3 separate regions of the Mus musculus genome follow, and regions 1 and 2 are each linked to region 3. Evidence: chromatin contacts called from public HiChIP or PLAC-seq and promoter capture Hi-C data. All regions are on one chromosome and are shown on one strand. The core of a region is the stretch at or near the end of the contact, and the rest is flanking DNA. Distances in the headings are between cores, read along the strand shown.

Region 1 (3,478 bases), core at 929-3,428, 190 kb after region 3:
AATAGTACAGGGTCCTTTCTTTCTTCCTTCCTTCCTTCCTTCCTTCCTTCCTTCCTTCCTTCCTTCCCTCCCTCCCTCCCTCCCTCCCTCCCTATTCTTCTTTCTTTCTTTCCTTTCTTTCCTTTCTTTCTTTCTTTCTTTCTTTCTTTCTTTCTTTCTTTCTTTCTTTCTTCTTTCTTTCTTCCTTCCTTCCTTCCTTCCTTTCTTTCTTTCTTTCTTTCTTTCTTTCTTTCTTTCCTTCTTTCTGTTACTTTGATAAGACATTCTGACACAAGAAACTTAAGGGAGAAGCAGTTTGTTTGGACTCACAGTTCCAAGTCATGGTCTATTTCTGAGAAGTCAGTGTCAGTAGGCAACTGACTATACTGCATCCATGGTCATGAGCAGAAACTGCTCCTTCTTTTCATTCAGTCCAGTGCCCCATGCTTAAAAGGGTGCTTCCCACATTCAGGGTGTGTCTTCCTAACTCAATTAACTCACAGGACAACCTAATCCCCCACTGAGGCTTCCCAGACAGTTACGGATTTTGCTGCACTGACAACCAACAATAACCAGCTGTTACCCACTAAGTTTGTCACGTGATGTCTGAGCAGCAGAATAGACTGTGAGTACTAATAAAGTTACTTATTCTGACCCAGAGCACCAAGTCTGGTGAGTTGCGGCTCTCTACCTAATGAACCAGCTTTGGGTACCTGATGTTCCTTCATCAGCTTTATGACATGGAGAACAGATCTGGCCCTCAGCACTGCCAAGCTCAGCAGAGAGCAGCCAAACCGCAGTCAACCTGCAGCCTGGTCATTGTGACATAAATGCTTGTGAATCTAAAGCCATCGAGGTTTGGAAGCTGTTGTGAGGCAGTTTCAAAACCCAAACCCCAGTTTGTCTTCAGTAACATCCTGACCCACATATGGAGTTTCATCAGAAAGACCACAAATCACACAAAATGTAACTGTGTTTATATAGATCTCCAGCCATCCCTGAGAAACTAGTAGTCACAAAGAGAAGTAGCCAAATGACAAAACACCCAAGGATCATTCTTTTCTTCCAGTTGTCCCACACCCAATTTACATGGCTTTTGAATATTCACTGAGAGGACATCAGTTAACACCTTATGTAGTCTTGAGACATTTGTCCAAAGACTTATATATTCTTCGGTGTTCTGACTTGAATAGAATCACCATAAAACCACAGCCTTAACTCACAATCTTCAGTCCATCATACAGGGGCTTTATTTGGAAGGTAGGTCACCAAAACCACAACTAGTTAAGATTTGGTCACTCTTCAGTGTGTGGAGCCCTGACCAATACAATGGCTTCTTTATAAATGACTATGCATTAAAACACAGGAAGAAGATGCTAGGTAAAGACAGGGCCTGAGCTTAGAGTGATACTACTACAAGCTAAGGAAGGGCAAGTGACCAGAAGTAGAAGCAGCAAAGAGGAATTTCTCTACAGGTGTCAGAGGGGATGCGTCCTTGCTGATGGGCAGATTGGAGGAAATGTGCTTTCAGAACTGTAAGTAAATACATTTTTCTGTTTTGTAAATATTGTATTTTATGTATACTAAGTACTTTGCCTACATGTATGCATGTGTACCATGTTCTCTGTGTTCTTAAAGGCCAGAAGAGGCTGTCAGAGCTCCGAGATCTTCAGTTATAGGTTTGAGCCTCCATCTGGGTATTGGGATTTGACTTGGGTTCTCTGCAAGAGCAACAAGCACTCTTAACCACTGAGTCATCTCTCCAGCCCCTATGTTTGTTGTTTTAAGCCACCCTATTTATAGTACATTGTCATTACAAACCTAACATGAAAATATGCTGATTTTAAATTACTTCTCTATATTATCACTGTTTCAAAGGCATGCTGTCGCAAAACTTTACTTTCCCATCAGGACTACTATGCTGTTGTCTCTCATCATTTAAAGGAATTATAAGAATGCCATTTAGGGAACTGGCAAATACTATACTGAGTAACAACAAACATTCATCCAGTTAACACCAGTAATCGGGAGATAAGAGCATGAAAACTCACATGCTTATCAAGAAACTATTTCGAGATAAGAGTTTAATGTAGCCGTAGAATATGTGACTCTGTATTATGCCCTACACATCATACTTTAACAATTTTCAATGAACAAAATCACACTGCCAGTTTCCTAGTGCATCCTTGCATGACATGGCATTTTCTACTTCCTTCTTCTATACACTTTTTAACCAGACTGTGAATCCCAAAATGGCATAGACTGTTTCCAATGCTGTGCAGTAAAAGACAGGTTTACACAATGGGGTAGTATGCCCCCATTGGTTCACATATTTGAAGGCTTGGTCCCACTTGATCAAACTGTCTGGGAAGGATTAGGGGTGGGGCCCCAGTGGAGGAGGTGTGTCACTGGGGTGGGCTTTGAGGTTTCAAAAGTAAATGTAATTCCTACTTATCTCTCTGCCTCATGCCTGTGGATCAGGTTGCAAGCTCTCAGCTACTGCTCTAGCACCATGCCTGCTGCTGTGCTACCCACCATGATGATAATAAGCACCAATAAACTCTTTTATAAGTTGTTTGTCTCTTCACTGCAATGGAAAAGTAAGACACACAGGAACATGCACCACAACTCCTAGCTGGGACTGGACATGGAATTTAATTTTTTTTTAAATTACCTAGTGGTGTGTGTGTGTGTGTGTGTGTGTGTGTGTGTGTGTGTGTGTGTGAGGGGGTATGTATAAGTGAGACAGGCACCTGAGGCCAGTATACAGTGTTGGATCACTTGGAACTGTAGTTAGAAGTGTTCATGAGAAGCCTGACTTGGCTGCTAGGAACCCTACATAGGTTATCTGTAAGAACAGCAAGCACTCTTAACCACTGAGCCATCTCTCCAGCCTCAAATAGATTTTAACTTATTGTTAAACAACAGAAACCAACCGTAGGTAATAGAACAGTAGTGACTGTCACTATTCAGATCTGTACTTAAGCATATTCCACATCAGCAGAAGTATCTGAGTTTAAAATCCTATTTTTCAGCACATGGCAGTGACAACAAAACCCATGTCTTGTTCATTATATACCCCTTATGTGATATATAAAACAGAAATCAAAGATGATATAGCCATTCTAAATTTCTCTTCTTACAGCTGGTAAGGTGTGTGAGTCCTATTTTAGAACCGCTGGTTGAGACTATAAGAGCAGTTAAATAAAACACTTTCTGGGGTTTTCATCCTTTCCAGAAAATGTGAGAACTACTAACTTCTAATAAATGTATAAACTTTAAATACATCCTCTGATAAGTGTGTTAAACTATCTATATCAAACAAGCAATGTTTTATGGATAACAGCTAGGATTTGTTAGTAATTACTACACCCCTATTGTAAGTACACTGCCAACTATACCATCCTCTGCAACTGAACAGTTCAGATTTTAGATCTGGGGAAGGAAAATCTAGATAAGATTTTCAAGCCAATAACCTAATACTAAGAGAACCAAAAGA
Region 2 (3,802 bases), core at 930-3,429, 150 kb after region 3:
CATAACATATAAGCAAATACCCATACATAAACTAAAGATTTTATAAAAATATTATAAATATGTATATTTTATATATTATCTTAATATTTTAAATATTAAAATATATTCTTATAAAAATAACATTTTTGCATATATTTATAATGTATTCGCATATATTAATGTGTGTGTGTTGTTGTTTTTTAAGACAGGCCTTGTCTGTGTAACTCAGGCTATCCTAGAACTCACTCTGTATACCAGGCTGGCCTCCAACTTACAGAGATCTGCCTGCCTCTGCCTCATGGGTGTTGGGGTTAAAGGCATGTGCCACCACCCAGATATTATCTCATTTTTATACCTCAAATATACTCACTTTTAAATCTTTTTTCAGGTTTATCCTTTATATGCATGAGTCTTTTGCTTGCATGTATGAATGTGTACCATGTGCAAGTCTCATATCAGAAGAGAGTACTGGATGCTCTGAAACTGGAATTGCATTTGATTATAAGCAGTCAAGCTGACACTGAGAACGGAACTGAATCTTCTGCTAGAGCAGTGAGAGCAACAAGTGCTCGTAACCTCTGCGCTATCTCTGTAACTCCCCCTGCCCCCTCCATTACACCTACATCTAGAAAGAAAAAGTATCCAAGTTATATATATCTGCTGTTGTGGTTTTCAAATTTTCAATTCTCAGCCAGGGGTGGTGGCACACACCCTTAGTTCCAGCACTTGGGAGGAATAGGTAGGTGATCTGTGAGTTCAGGGCTATCTTGGTGTACATAGTGAGTTCCAGGTCAGCCAGGGCTATGTAGAGCGATCCTGTCTCAAAACAAGCAAACAAACAAAAATTAAATTCTCCTGTTATCTATTTTAAATTGTTGGGTCAACAGAGTTAAAGGAAATATTTGCCCTTAAAAGACAGACAGACAGACAAACAGAAAGAAAAAAGAAGAAAAAGGAAGAAAGAAAGAAAGAAAGAAAGAAAGAAAGAAAGAAAGAAAGAGAGAAAGAAAGAGAAAGAAAGAAAGAAAGGAAGGAAGGAAGGAAGGAAGGAAGGAAGGAAGGAAGGAAGGAGAGAGAAAATGGAGCCATTAAAATGGAGATTGTTTTCACCAGGGACCCCAGCAGCATCTGTTCAATTGCTTTCTGGAAACAATAATTCCATCAGCAGTCTGTTTCTCCGGCTGACGAAATTACCCTGAAACATCCCAGTACATCTGCCTCATATCACACGTTATGTAACATCTAAAACAAACCCCCTGTAGCTATAAAGTATAAAGTATATGTTCTGTGTGGTTGTCACAATCAACCCAGGCAGTCTCACATGTGCAGAAAATGAGGGGAATGAGAGCTGAGGTAAGTCATCCACAGCTGCTACTGGATGTAAAAGACTTCCTGTGTTCCAAAGGGGATCTATTTTGGTTCATTTCTGTCGCATACTATAGATGTATTCTATATGATTAAATGTATTTAAGTATCTTGTCAAATTATGTTTGCAAAAGCTAGAGTAATGATTCGTGGACATAATGTTTTTCTTTAGTTTAGAAAATATTTAAGACACAAATAAATCGTTTTTCAGTACCTCATAAATTCAAATGGTTACAACTTGTCCATCTACCTTACCAAGTGTTCTAATAAATAAAACTCTTAGAGACATTTGAAGTTTTTATTTATATAATCCATATGCATCTGAGGGCTTTGCATATCTAAACAACCTAGGTCACCATTCTCTGTACCTAAACACTTCCTATCTCATTGTACAGCCATTAAGCCATATTCCCCATCTCCCTAACTCCAAATCATCTATGACTTTTCTGCAAATAAAATCAGTTACATATGCAAGTAATAGAATTTATTGAGCAAAGACCCTTCCCTTCCCCTCAGCAGACACTAGATGCTGCCTTGCTTCAGAACAAACATAAAAGTTCCTCATTCAACTCACCCTCACCCCACCCCACCCCAAAACACTGAGATGGGTGCTTCCTGTTGCTGCCATCTTCAAATTTGCAAATCATGGACCAATCTGTCTCCTTAAACTTGGCCTGCTACATATTCCAGTTTAGTTTTGATTTAGGTGTGAGACGGAAAAAGTGAAAGCAGGCAGCCAGTGCTGCTGTGTGCTCAACAAGAGTGCACCACCAAGGACAGGGAGAGACCAGAGAACACCACACTAAATGAATTCTGCCAGACATTTCTTATCTGTGGCTCACACTCTTTATCTATCCATAAAGTCATGCACAAACAAAGGACAAAAATGGAGAAGTGAAACTGTGCGGGAGAGGCAGTTAACGGGAGGGGAAGGGCAAAGAAAAGAGGAGAGAATGTAATCAAAGAGTACTATTACTGACATGAAGATGTCTGATGGAACATTATATAATAGAAATGTAAAATACGGATAAGGCCCCTCAATGTGAGCCATGATCATCTTGTTCATGTAATCTCTATACTGAACTATAAACAAAGGAAAAGTGCCCCACAGCTAAAGACTGTCAGCACTTTCATGTCAGACGCAACTAAGCTGGAAGATCCTACACTGAATACACAGACAAAATAAACAAAAAGCGAATTGCTGTCAAACCACACAAAGACAAGGTCAGAAGACTCTGTTGTTGCTGTGTCAGGCAATTCTTTCAAAACCATAGCATCTCTAGTTTGTTCCAAAGTTCTTAAGTAAACCTTTAAATGAAAAAAAAAATCACAATATACAAATCTAGTACTTAAATACATTTAATTGTTTTATCATTTAATTAGTGATTCTTACTAATCCTTGTACTTTGAACTTAAAAGGTTCTATAAAATGCAAATCAACATGGATTCATAGTAGTCAAGTGTGGTAGAGAGGTCATATAAAAGGACTGAGAGACTTGCATCCAGAGCCAATCAGTTATGTGACCTTGAGCTAGTAGCATACCACATCTAAGGTGTAACACCTTTGTCAATAAGGATGATAACAGAAACTACTTCGTTGTGTTATTATGAGGCTATACAGAATGCAAATCAGTCTCTGTCAAATAGTAAATAATCTACAAACTATTATTTATAGCAAACAACTCACTCACAACTGATGAGTATGGCACATGGGGCTAGACTTTTGTAAGGAACCAAGCAACTTGAAAAGAACTAACTAAATAATACTTTACAAACAAGGCAGAGAAAAGAACAGCATTCCTGGATATACTCCAAGAATGACTGTGTCAAGGGTCCCAAGAGAGGTTTAGAATGGTCCTTTAGGCCCATAACACCCTCAAGATCCACTAAGAAGAAGAAAGAAACTGGAACAGCCTCAAGAGGTAAGGCCCCAACTCAGGATGAGTTTCAGAGTGATATACACATCACAGGCTATAACAAGAGCATGCTGAAGAATATAATATAGTAAGGTTTTGAAAAGGGAGCAAAGTTTAAGAAACAGAAATCAGGGGAAGAGATCAAAACAGTGGGGATAAGAGGGAGCCAACTGATGCTAAATCACAACTAGGACACAAGTGGGAGTTGTCTGGACCACATCAGCCAGGATGCTGGACCACAGTCAGCACTTAGGACATGAGGATGGTGGAAAGACCGATGCTTACACAAAGCTGAGGCAGAAGGATGGTAAGTTTGAGGCTAGTGTGGATTGTATGGAGGGAGTTTGAAGAAAAAAAAAAGAGGGGAAAAGAGATTTTTGCTAAAATCATCAGTGGTTGAGTTTCATGTGGGAGCTATGACGTTCCTCAGCTGAAGCACAAAGCTCCGGTCCACACCCCAATTTTACTTTAGTGAAACTCACTGTGTCGGCAATAGTGAAAAGTGGCAGATGTGTACGTGTCTTCCATGATATTTGCCGCTT
Region 3 (3,691 bases), core at 357-2,856:
TAGAAGGTGTTTGGTTTTAGCAAGAATTGGGGGTGAATGGTGAAAATAAATTGCATGGATATCCCAGAATGAAAAGATGTGTAAGAGGTGGGGACAGAACCTCCATCTTAGCCACAAAACACATACACTCACTCCTACTCATCCCCGTAAGGAGGAGGAAACCTCTGTCCTTATGTCTGACATGTTGCATGTCTCCTGCCAGTTTTCCTTTAATGTCCAAGCTTCCAAGCATCTGTACTTGGCCTAGCACTTTTTTTTTAAAACCTGTGGGTACACTCACAAAAGTAAGGGAGGCCTTGTGCCAACGGAGGCCAGAAGTGTAGGCACCCCTGGAGCTGGGGTTACCAATGGCTGTAGGCAGTATCCTGACACAGCTGCTGGGCGCCAAATTCAGGTCCTCTGGAAGAGCAGTGTTCGTAACCAGTGAGCCAACTCTCCAGTTCCAGTGTCTCACCACTCTTTAAACATGAAGTTGAAGAAATCTCATCCTTTCCAGGTTTTCTTACGCAGAAAAATGAAATGCTTATCACAATCTAGATTTGTTCTCACCTCCTACATTGCCACTCTATCCTGTTCTCTTACTGCTGACACTAGATTAGTTTCTTAATCATTTAATATTCCAACAGATTCTTATTAACTCCAGTCTTATTGCTCTCGAGTCCTTCCTTCATTTTACTTTCTATTAAAAAACAATCTAATTCTGCCTCTTTACTTTTAAACTGTTTAATTCCTCTTCCAAGCTATAGTGTCCTCAAGTCTGTTTTCTCTGGTCCATCAGCCTACTTCTCTCTCTTTACCACTCTGCTACGTAGCTGGTGACGAGCAACGAACAACAGTTTATACTTCTAATGGACTTATTTCCTTGGCCCCGGTAACTAATACTGTAGCTCATATGTCACCCCCACCTTGAAAGGCAACATCCTTCATTCATCAATGGACAAAGATTCCCTTTTTAAAAGGCCCCCATACTTTAAAGGTTCCCACTAAGAACCCTCCATCATTGCACTTCACAAAGTTATGGCTATGCTCTCGCGTCCGCTAGTCCTGAGCCTAAGTAAACATTACGCTCTTTAAGGGCAGAGCTGTCAGTCAGCGCATCCTTGCCGTTCGGTGCACGCGACTTCAGGCGCTGTAGAAAATGTCACTTGAGTAAATAAAAAAGCTTCCCCCTCCCCAACTTTATTAAGTTCCACCCCAAGCCTTCCATCATGCCTGAACCTATATCGACACTCCTCACACTCCACCGAGAGCCCCCATGGATGTCTCCATTCTGCGTCGGGTCAGGTTCACCTGCTTAACTGCGGCGCCAGGAGCACGTGCAGAGGGGTGAATGGCAAGGCTCCGTCCTGGAGAAAGGCTGCCGGGGACATGGTCCGCCCAGCGGCCTCATCCCCGCCCCAATCCAGGCGCGCGCCGCTGCCCGCAGAGACCCCCCCCCCCCCCAGCCGGCGCGTGAGGAGTGCGAGCCTCTGCGCCCAGCACCCAGGACGGCTCACCGGTAAGCGGAACTCCAGATGCTCCTGTGCCATGAGCAAGAGATAGCGATTCAAGGAGCCCGGCAGCGCCATTGCAGCTACTACCGTGCGCCTGCGCGGCCTCCACGGGCCCGCCCCCTCCTCCTCCTCCCTAGAGCCAAGTTTCCGCCGAGCCTCATCCCGGAGCCGGAAACGGAAGCACGACAAGGAACACTGGCGGGTGGCACTTTCTAGGAAGGGGCGCTAAGGGCAAGAGTGAGATCCTGGTGTTCCCACCGTCTGTGGCTACCCTAGCACGCTCCCCTTGTGAGATGCATTGTTTTAAGAGGCAGGCTGCAGTGATCCCGCGCAGTTCCCCAGGGATACTCCACTTGGAGTGTTCTTCTGACTCCTCCCTCTGTTCTTCAGCTCAAAACTGGACCAAAACTTCACTGTTAAGTGTAGACTCTTAATCGTTCGAGATTCAGCCTCACCTGCTTGAACACTGAGTGTACTTTTAGTGATTTTGCAAAAATTTTTCAAGAGCTGTCAAGGACCCATCTCGGGTTGCTCTGTATGGAAACAAACAAACAAACAAAAGCCTTCCTCAGACTTGCACTCCGTAATTATGCTATGTTGTTCCAGGCACACAGTAAATCCACAGCCAGTGGTAGATTAAAAACATTGGTGAAAGTTACCCTAATTACTCAGATGGGCCTAATACCATAACAGTTTGCAAGAGACATGGCTACCTATACATAAGCTCGACAAGTATCATTTCTGCTCAAAGTACTGAACCCTTTGTACTGCTGAGGCCTGTATTTTTGGGTTTTGTGTTCCACCTTGGTAATGCACAGCATATACAAGTATCCTGTGCCAGAAATATAGTTGATGCTTATTGGTAGTGATCAAGACAGCCAGCACACAGACAGTGGTGACCCTTGTTACCCAAACCTCAGTTCCATTTATTATCCCTATGCTCTCAGCGAATTTTGTAACATCTGTGAGCTTCAATATTCTTTTAAGAACTGGAGTATTGCATCCTACAGATAATAGCTATAAGTACTAGGTGTTACAATATTCAAACTTCAACGTATACTCTATTGCATGGGACCAATAAATAGCATTGGGAAATGTTTTTTGTTGTTTTAAATGAGAATTTCTGCTTTTTTTTTTTAAAGAGAGATTTGCCTTTGTTAGTGTTGTTAAAAATCCTTTCACTGAGGACAATGTAAGCAACAGCAACCATGTCTACCAAAATCCCAAGAACAAAACAAGGCACATTATCACCAAAGTTCACTCCAATGAGCAATGAGTTTATTGGGTTTCCTTCTAGAGAATCGATGAGGACTCACTCACCTGGCTATGGGCACTCCTACCCTAACAGGATACACCTGAAAAGCTTTACCCAGCAGTGAGATGGGCCAAGGAGATGGATAGACGTTGACTTCCCAGCATTCCCACTCTCTAGTGTAGTACCTACAAACCAGCTACAAGGACTTTCTGTTGGATCTATCTGCCTTTCTGGGTTCTGACTCTGAAGGAAGTACTACTATAATCACAAGAGCCAAATCCTTAACACTATCGAGCCCCTCTCCTTGAACCCCGCCCTCCTCCCCCCCCCCCCCCCCCGTCAAAATAAAAATCATTCTGATAATTAAAAGGTAAGTTATTTTAGTTGTTAGAATAATACTCAAAAATGTAAGAACACTTTTACAAACGACTACATAAATGAAAATTCAGTAAAATATTAAGTTAATTTTTGTTTAAACTAGTTTTCATATATTCCAGACTGACCTAAAACTGTCAAGCTCTTCACCCCTCCCCCTCCTGAGAGTTGAAATTATAGGCCTATGCACAACACCTAGTTTAGGATTTCTCTTCATTTGCATTTATGAAACTTGACTAGAAAACTAACACAGATATGCAGTTATTGCTGGACTTTATAACTGACCATATCTTTTTTTTTTTTTTTTAAAGATTTATTTATTATATGTAAGTACACTGTAGCTGTCTTCAGACACTCCAGAAGAGGGAGTCAGATCTCGTTACGGATGGTTGTGAGCCACCATGTGGTTGCTGGGATTTGAACTCTGGACCTTCGGAAGAGCAGTCGGGTGCTCTTACCCACTGAGCCATCTCACCAGCCCCTGACCATATCTTAACAGTATCATCATGAACAAGAATGACACCCACAGACTCATATGTCCGAGTACTTAGTCACCAGGGAGTGGAAC

Evidence for each region. Promoter capture Hi-C pulls out the DNA fragments that hold promoters and counts their contacts. HiChIP or PLAC-seq counts read pairs in DNA pulled down with a chosen protein or histone mark.
Region 1: an H3K27ac HiChIP or PLAC-seq map of bone marrow-derived dendritic cells shows a contact between it and region 3, with 5 times the contacts expected there. The contact joins the enhancer-like site here to the promoter of Trmt11 in region 3. A contact is called at or near these places in 2 of 39 promoter capture datasets (the C10 cell line and hematopoietic stem and progenitor cells), 2 of 115 datasets of contacts at active chromatin or transcription factors (bone marrow-derived dendritic cells and forebrain) and 2 of 9 other capture datasets (adipose tissue and liver).
Region 2: a contact with region 3 is called in a promoter capture Hi-C map of fetal liver, with 3 times the contacts expected there. The contact joins the enhancer-like site here to the promoter of Trmt11 in region 3. A contact is called at or near these places in 3 of 39 promoter capture datasets (the C10 cell line, the HPC-7 cell line, HPC-7-derived erythroid cells and 1 more), 3 of 115 datasets of contacts at active chromatin or transcription factors (bone marrow-derived macrophages, embryonic stem cells and neural tube) and 3 of 9 other capture datasets (adipose tissue, liver and pancreatic islet).

The regions. Positions count from the first base shown.
Region 1 is chr10:30,785,748-30,789,225 of GRCm38.p6, forward strand. All of the region lies in intron 1 of Ncoa7 (nuclear receptor coactivator 7), which reads right to left. Among named protein-coding and RNA genes, the nearest start is that of Ncoa7, 16 kb to the right of the region's middle. Within about 2 kb of position 2,179, at least 26 of the 459 cell types and tissues checked have an H3K27ac peak or open chromatin away from gene starts, as enhancers often do. A contact at or near this core is called in bone marrow-derived dendritic cells, where this site is marked.
Region 2 is chr10:30,753,077-30,756,878 of GRCm38.p6, forward strand. All of the region lies in intron 2 of Ncoa7 (nuclear receptor coactivator 7), which reads right to left. Among named protein-coding and RNA genes, the nearest start is that of Ncoa7, 48 kb to the right of the region's middle. Within about 2 kb of position 2,180, at least 62 of the 459 cell types and tissues checked have an H3K27ac peak or open chromatin away from gene starts, as enhancers often do. A contact at or near this core is called in the HPC-7 cell line, adipose tissue, bone marrow-derived macrophages and 1 more, where this site is marked.
Region 3 is chr10:30,599,094-30,602,784 of GRCm38.p6, forward strand. Trmt11 (tRNA methyltransferase 11) reads right to left here and starts at 1,607. Exons shown (of 13, transcript NM_028604.3): 1 at 1,497-1,607. The coding sequence starts at 1,568.